Linked DNA regions of Sus scrofa: region 1 is linked to region 2. Evidence: chromatin contacts called from public HiChIP or PLAC-seq data. All regions are on one chromosome and are shown on one strand. Each heading gives the region's core, a stretch centred on a gene start, on an enhancer-like site or on the middle of the called end of the contact. The rest is flanking DNA. Distances are from core to core; before and after follow the strand shown. Region 1 holds the start of NFAM1 (NFAT activation molecule 1). Region 2 holds the start of LOC100524254 (NADH-cytochrome b5 reductase 3-like).

Evidence for each region. HiChIP or PLAC-seq counts read pairs in DNA pulled down with a chosen protein or histone mark.
Region 1: a contact with region 2 is called in an H3K27ac HiChIP or PLAC-seq map of alveolar macrophages. The contact joins the promoter of NFAM1 here to the promoter of LOC100524254 in region 2. A contact is called at or near these places in 1 of 47 Hi-C or Micro-C datasets (embryonic fibroblasts) and 1 of 2 datasets of contacts at active chromatin or transcription factors (alveolar macrophages).

What each region holds. Positions count from the first base shown.
Region 1 is chr5:6,295,535-6,299,606 of Sscrofa11.1, forward strand. NFAM1 (NFAT activation molecule 1) reads left to right here and starts at 1,387. Exons shown (of 8, transcript XM_021093097.1): 1 at 1,387-1,396; 2 at 2,745-2,777; 3 at 2,865-3,137. The coding sequence starts at 1,387.
Region 2 is chr5:6,144,415-6,148,150 of Sscrofa11.1, forward strand. It overlaps LOC100524254 (NADH-cytochrome b5 reductase 3-like), which reads left to right and starts at 1,816. Exons shown (of 10, transcript XM_003125982.4): 1 at 1,816-1,947. The coding sequence starts at 1,927.

The sequences.
Region 1 (4,072 bases), core at 137-2,636, 150 kb after region 2:
GAACTGGGGTGGACACTAAATTGATGTGTAGATTAAAATGCTTTGAGACAGTGCCTGGCATCCAGTAACTACTCTGAACTGCCTTGCGATAGTGTAACCATGCTGATTATTGCTTTCCCAGCTGACTGGGGCTCCTAGAAGCTGGGGTCCTTCACTTCTGCATCCTTCTGCTGAGGCCAGTGCCTGGTGAAGAATGTGTGCTCAACAAAATGCAAAGGGATGGATGGATGAATGGGTAGGTGGATGGATGGATGGATGGGTGGATGGATGGACAGATGAATGGACAAGAGCAAGAGCTGAAAGGCATGGTCCTAGGGCCTTGCCTGAAGACTCAGCTGTGGAGGCCTGGCCCAAAGGCTGCAAAACCCCCGGCTGCCAACTGGAGATGCCATCAGAGCCTCATGTCCTCTGTTCTTCCTCTTGCTCACTTATTTGCAGCCCCTGCCAAGGGCAGGGGGGAGGAAAATCCCCTGGATCCGAGTCTGGGAAGTTCGCTGCTAGGCAGCCACTTCAGTGGAGAGTTTTGAAGAACATGAGGTTTCCGAATGTGCTGCGGTTTCCTTCCCATCACCCGGTTCCTGAGGCCCTGACGGCGCAGCCGCGGCCCGCTGGCTCCCCACCCGAGGTCCAGGTCTGCATCCGCCCAGGAGGCTGCACAGCTTCAGAGCATCCAGGAAACTCAGTAATGACCCGAGACCCCCAGCCACTGCTTTCCAAGTCCTGCCTGAGGAGGGTGTGGCCTCCTCACACCCCACCCTGGAGTCTAGCCGCTGCCTCCCACCAATGGAAGCCTGATGGGAGCCTCCTAGGTGCCAGGTTCAATGCTGGGCGCCCACCTACACGGCAAGCCTGGGAGGAAGGCATTTTATCCTCGTCTTGTGCCCATTCACCTGTCATTCGTGCACCAGTGTCTATGCAGCATGTACTAGGTGCTGGCCCTGTGCTCGGCTCAGGGGGATCAGACGAAAGAAGACAAATGGGAGGCCCCAGGCAGGCAAGAGGCCGTGGGTGGGTTGGACCCAGGCTCAGAAGTGGCAAAGTTCCCGGGGCTCCATGGTGCAGATTCAGAGCGTGGGTTGCACCGTGAGGGGGCAGGGGGCTTTGTGGAGGCATGGGGGAGGCAGAAGAGCCCCGGAGTGGGCGGCGGAGGCAAAGCCCAGGTTCATGTTCCAAGGCAGCCTGGCACTCAGCTGCCTCCCGATGCCAAGTCGTAAAGAGACTCCTGGAGGCACAGACCGATGCCTTTGTGAGGCTCTCTCTGAGCCTGGAGGCATTAACGAGACGTCTATCACCATGGCATCGAGGTGCTTAGACAACCTGCGCCCCCCAGGAGCTTGGAAACAGCGTGAAGCAGATTATCTGTGTCTCACTGTGACATACGCGATCATGTATCACGGTGATGGATCAACAGTCAATACCGCCGGGGTCCCTGCCGCCCGCCCCCCAGCCAGTAGGAAACGTCTGGTGTGCACTCGTCTTCCTTCCTCCCCGGGTTGGCGGGCCCCGCTCCCGCTTGCCGTCCCCAGACACTCCTGGAGTTGGTGGCAAACGTCTCCTGGCTTTCATTGTTCATGTGCAAAGCAGCCGAGGGAAAAGCATTCAGACCAAGGGTGGAAACTGGACTCCGTCCTGCCGTCGCTAGACGCCGCGGCCAGGGTGGGAGAGAGGCTCCGGATTCGCACAGCTGGCCACTAAATGCCAGCCCCATGCACCTGCCCTGATCTTGGGCAAGTTTCTTTGCCTCTTGGGGGCATCGTTTATCATAGTGGGATAATAACCTTTTTTTTTTTTTCTTTTTTTTCAGGGCTGCACCCACGGCATATGGAAGTGCCCAGGCCAGGGGTCAAATTACAGCTGCAGCTGCCAGCCTACACCACAATCACAGCCACAGCCACACAGGATCTGAGCTGCATCTGCGACCTACACCACAACTCACGGCAACACAGATCCTTAAGCCCCTGGGCGAGGCCAGGGGTTGAACCCGCATCCTCGTGGATATTAGTCGGGTTCTTTACCAGCTGAGCCACGATGGGAACTCTGGGATAATAACCTTTATCTTGAGGATTGACGGGCACTCGTGAAGAAAAGAGGGGCAGTGTCAGCTTGTGCTGAAACCCAGCACCTTCGGTTCACCCCAGCTTCCCCAGGGTGCTGGCTGGCTCCTCACCACCCCTTCCCTCTGCCGCTCCGAACACGTGGGCAGACATCTGTCCCCAGCCGCATCCAGCTCTGCCCAGTGCTGAGCTCCAATGCCAGGGCTGCGCAGCTCCCGGTCTGCTGGGGAAAGGGCCCCAGGTGGCAAATAATTGCTGGCCCTGAGTTGGCGCCCATGGAAGTGAGGACAGGGGCTTTGGTTGGGCCAGATGGGGAAGCAATTCATGTGTCTCCTGGTGGGGGAGGGGTGGGCTCAAGTTTAGGGAAGCTGCAGGGAAGAGAGACATTTGAGGGGGGGCTGGAGGGGGAGGCGTTCCCCAGGGGACCCACTGCGGCCGTCACTGGGCTAATGAAGGGCAGCTGGCTCCTGCCCTCACCCGAACTGCCTGGCCCTCCTCTCCGTCACACACCTGCCCCTCCCAACCGCAAAGTCTGCTCTTCGAGGGGCACGTTAATTAAGGGGCTCCCAGACTATTTTCCGGGGGAAGTTTGTGTGAATGGGGCTGGTTTTTTTTTAAGAGTTTCAGAGGTGCGCAGCTACGCCAGCCCTGGGGTTACCCGTGGAAATCCTGTGCCCTCTCTGTCACCAGTGTCTTCTGAACAGGCCACCAGCTGGCACGGGGGTAAGGAAGGGAGAAGCCGATAGCCCAGGGAAGAGGGCTGGGGAGACCTTCCTGCTGGCCCCAAGCTTGGGGCTGTTCCCACTGCTTGAGCGGAAACTCTGGGGTTATTGAAAGGACAAGGTGGCCCACTGAGGCCTCGAGGAAGCAGAGGGCTGGCCAGGGAGGAGCTTGGTGGGGACGTGAAGGGGAACTGTGGCTGCCTGGAAGCTGTCCCCTCCTGTGAGCTAAAGAGGAAGGAGGAACGCTGGCGTGAAGGGCCCGATGGAGAGCTGGCCTCCGGGGCGGTGGGCGCCGCCGGGCCCCCTCTCGGCCCCCTGGCTCCTGGGCTTGTTCCTGCTCCCCTGGACCTGAAGCTCACAGGTACACCGTCTTCCTTCTTCCCACGTGCTCTCTGGCCGCGCACATCAGAGCCGCTTTCATCCTCCGGGCGGCTAATTCCCGGACCTGTCTCGGGGGATTTGCTGGTTGCTTTTGAACATTGCAGACTTCACAGGCGACGCCTTCAGGGACCAGGCGATGTTTAGCTAATGCCTTGCCAAGGTGGCTTTTGAAGAGGCAGGGGCAGCGCTGCCTCCTCGCTGCTGGAACAGCCCCTCTGTGTACAGCCGGACCTCCTGGCCCTAGAACGAGGTGGGTGGGCATTGCTGCGGCCAGGGGGCCTCAGGTTGGGTGCAGGATCCCTGGGAAGGGACAGCTTGTCCCCGAGGATCTCACAGTGGAGCCCCCGCATTGAGCCCGCCACGCAGTGCCTGGCCCGTGTTAGCCAGGGAGGGGCGAGGCCAGCTGCTGGTCACAGGAGCTCAGAGCCTGAGGCACAGAATTGACACAGTTGCCAAAAAGGATGGCACCTCCCACTTCCTGAAATACAGCTAGAGGCCTCTTTCCTGGCTCCAGGTCCCCTCAGACTGGCCCTGGGGATAGGTGGCTTGGGGGCAAGTTCATCCGGGCCAGGGAACCCCCCCCAGGAGTGTCCCTGGACAGGGCTGAGTACCCCAGGATCCCTGAGGCTCAGTCTGTCTCACCTGGGCAGGGCTGACCCTCTTGGAGTGCCAGGGTGCCCTGACCCAGCTGTGCAGGCTGGGTGCTTTTCTTCCCAATCCTTTGACTTTTATGAGCCTTTGGGGAGCTGCGCCCCACCCTTCTGCCGCATCGTCTGTCTCTCGTTTATACCCTAAATAATAACAGCTATTCTTATTACTATGCCTTAGCTTCTCCCGTCCTCAGGCCCCCGTCCTCAGGCCCCCTTGGGTGCCGTCCCACTGGCATCATTTAAGAACAGGAAACTGAGGTCGGGA
Region 2 (3,736 bases), core at 566-3,065:
GGCTCGGATCCCGTGTTGCTGTGGCTGTGGCGTAGGCCAGCGGCTGCAGCTCTGATTAGACCCCTAGCCTGGGAACCTCCATATGCTGCGGGTGCAGCCCCAGAAAAGACCAAAAAAAAAAAAAAGTGAAGAGGGAAAATGCAGAGGTTTGGGGTGATGTGCTGCTCCCCTGGCCTCCGTGGAAGGTGTCTCTGGAAAAGTCACCTGTGCCATGGGTGCCCTAGCAAGCACCCAGCTATTGAAACTTACTGGCTGCATATGCCGCCAAACTTTCCAATTTGATTACTTCCTTTGTCATATTAAAATTGTGATTATTAAAACTGAAATAAGGCCTAACTGATCTGCTGTGACATTGACCCTCCCGTGCTGTGCTAACAGATCCCTCTCCCTCCTTCCCTCCGTGTGCTCTGCCTAGTTTTCCCTTTTAAAACCAGCTGGTCAGGAGTTCCTGCTGTGGCGCCACAGACCGGAGGCATCTCTGCAACACCAGGATGTGGGTTGGATCCCTAGCGCAGCACAGTGGGTTAAAGGGAAAGGATCTGGCATTGCTGCAGAGCAGCGGGATCTGAGCCCTGGCCCTGGGAACTCCATATGCTGTGGGGCAGCCAAAAAATAAACCCCCAGTTGGTCAGAATTCCCTTGGAGTGCAATGGGTTAAGGATCTGGTGTTGTCACTGCTGTGGTTCAGATCACTTCTGTGGCACGGGTTCAATTCCTGGCCCTGAACTTCCACATGCTAAAAACAAAAACAAAAAACCCCATCTGGTTCCTGCCCCCCCCCAATCCTCCAGGGCTCCTCACACTCCGCCCCCCCATTCCCAGTTCCCTCCACCTGGGTCCCCATACCTTGACCTCACATCACACCACTGTCCCTCCAACTCCCTCTGGCCTTGCTGACCCTGCATCTGTCCACTTCATTCCTACTTCCAGGCTCTGCTCAGTTCGTTGTGCCTGGAAGTCCCAGTTGTTCTCTACCTGGTCAGCAGCACACTGCAGGAACACACTGCCTGCTGCAGGCTGCTGGTCAAAGTACCAGGAGCTCACATTTGGGTCCAAGACCATTCCAGAAAAGCAGAGAGCCCCCTGGGGCCAGCATGGACCTACCCAGAGCAGGTGCTCACTGTGGAATTCACTCATTCAACAAGTATTTATTGAGCACCCACTGTACGCTAGGCTCTAGGCAGGCAGGGGACTTCGACGCAGAGTCCTGCCCTCAGGGAGCCCGCAGTCCACTGGGATGGGCAGACCCTCCCTGAGGAAATAAACAGGATGACCTCAGCTACTGCGAGGTCCTAGGGGCTGCCTGGAGAAGGGGTCAGGCCTTGCTGAGGAGGAATCCTTTGTCCTAAAGCCCCAGCAATAAGCCAGTGCTGAGCCTGAGGCGGCTGGGACAGCGTTCCAGGGGAAAGGCCTGGAGGTGGGACCGAGCTGAGCGCTTTGGGGAACAAGAAGGCCTGTGGGTCTTCTCAACGTGCTCAGAGACCTGAGATCAGAGACCTGAGATCCGAGCGCGACGGAGTTTCCGGATTGTATTTTGGATCCCATCAATGGGGGGGGCGCCATCAATGGGGGGGCGCCATCTATCCCCTTTGGGATGGCAAACGTGGCCCACCCCAGGCCACACTGCGGTCCGGAGCCCCGCCGGGGGCTCCGGGGGCGACTGCAGCGGCCCCTCCTCCACTCAACGCGCGCCCGGGTCCAAATACCGCGGGATTCCCCCACGTCTCTCCACTTTCCCCGCGGACGGAAGCGGGCGGGGCGGGGCCTCGAGCTCGGCCTCCCGCCCCCCGAACCCCGATTGGGCCGCTCTCGGGCCCGCCCCTCCTCCGAGGATGACGCGACCAGGGGGCGGGTCCGGGGCGCGGCAGGCAGGCGGTCTCGGCGGCGGCGGCGGCGGCGGCAGAGCGAGCGCAGAGCGGCACCACCATGGGGGCCCAGCTGAGCACGGTAGGCGGGGAGGAGGCGCCGGCCGTGGCGGGGCGAGGGCCCGGGGCGTCGCTGCGGACCGGCGGGCGCCGAGGCCTCCTCCGCCGGCAGCGCCGACTGCCACCCGGCGCCAGGGGCAGGGGGCGGCTCGGGCGCAGAATCCCACCCCGCCCCAGCCCGCCGCGCCCGGCGGACACCAAGGGGCGGTGACTCACGCCTGGGCCTGTGTCCCCCCAACCCCCGGGCCCGGCCTGCCGGCAGAGGGGCGTCACCCGGAGGCGGGCGGCCGAACATTCGGGGCGCCCCGCCCTCCGTCTCGCCCTCTGCCCGGCCCGGCCCGGCCCGAGCGTTAAGCGGAGGGGTGCGGATGTGCGCGCGCGAGTGGTGAGCTAGAGCCGAATGAACGCGATTGGCGACCCTGCGTGTGAGCTAGTTTGAGTGTGACTGAACACGTGTGAAGTGTGACTGAACTAGTGCGTATGTGTGTGAGAGCGTGTGACCAGGTGTGTGGGTGTGTCGTGTGCGTGTGCAGGAGTGGGTGTGGGGGTGAGAGACTGAGAGTGAACGTGTGTGAGTGAATAAGTGAGCAGGTGTGCAGGAGTGTGAACGTGTGACTCTCTGTGAGTGTGTGCATGTGGAGTGTGTGTGTGTTGTGTGTGTGAGTGTGAGACATTGCCGGCGTGCACAGTTTTGATTGGCATCCACCACCACCGAGCCCTCTTGGTGCGCTGCAGCTAGGCTCTGGCTCTCAACACAGCAAACCTGGGGTCTGTGCTGCTGGCCCAGTTCTACAGATGAAGAAATGCCACTCAGAGGTGGCCACCTGCCCGGCTGGCAGGGCCCGAACTTGCAAGGCTGCAAAGTCCACTGTCATGCTGTCACTTTGGTTTGGCCCAGGGCTACCCATCTCTCCCCCAGGGACACCTCCTTGCAGATGTCTCAGAAGCCACAGTGGTGACCAAGGGCTTGTGTTCCACATTGAGGCTATGGCCAGAGGGCAGCCCAACACCCCACCCCCAACTCTGGTCCCCTGGTGCTGGCTGGGCCCGTGGGGAGGGCTGCCCCTGGGAAGGTTAGGCCCAGAGCCTCTGACCTGGTTGCCTCCTCCGCCTCCACCCAGGGCCCTGGGACTTGGCTGGGGCCTGCTTCCTCCCTCTGACTGTGAGGTCCCCCTCTGGGACTAGACAGAAGGCCTCATGGCCTGGGTGTTTGCTCCTGAGCATGTGGCCCTGCCCAGGCCTCGGGGAGGATGTTTAGACCAAGGAGCGGCCTTGCCCAGGGCATTCCGGCAGACGTCACCCCTGCTCCATATAGCGTCCTGACTGTGTTTCCCAGAGACCGCTTCCCCCTTCACTGCTCGGCCTCCTGACTCCATCCAGACCCCCACCCCTGCTGTTTTCCCACACTGCTTCTCACCTTCCAGTTGGGTTGGTTGGATTTGTCTCTGCGTCCTCGGGATGTGGCTGCTTGATGTTTTTGCCGAGTAGCCAAGCACTCCTTGCAGCCCCTCTGCAAGGGCAGAGCCCTCCCTGTCTGGGCATCAGAAGACCTTCACCAGCTCCTGAGCCTCTTCTGTCCAAGGGGTGGGTGCAGTCGCCCTTCCTTGGAGGTCCTGCTGGGATCCCTGCTTGGCCCGAAATGCCCACAGCAGACCCCAGCCCTGCCTCCTGGGGTCTGTGGGAGGCCCTGGGCATCTTATCTGAGACATGCAGGCTGTGAAAGAGGCCTCCTCCCACACGCGGAAGGGAGAGTGCTCAGGGGTTGGCCCCTGAGTCTGCCGGCCACCTGAGGGCACGTTGGAGGCTTAACC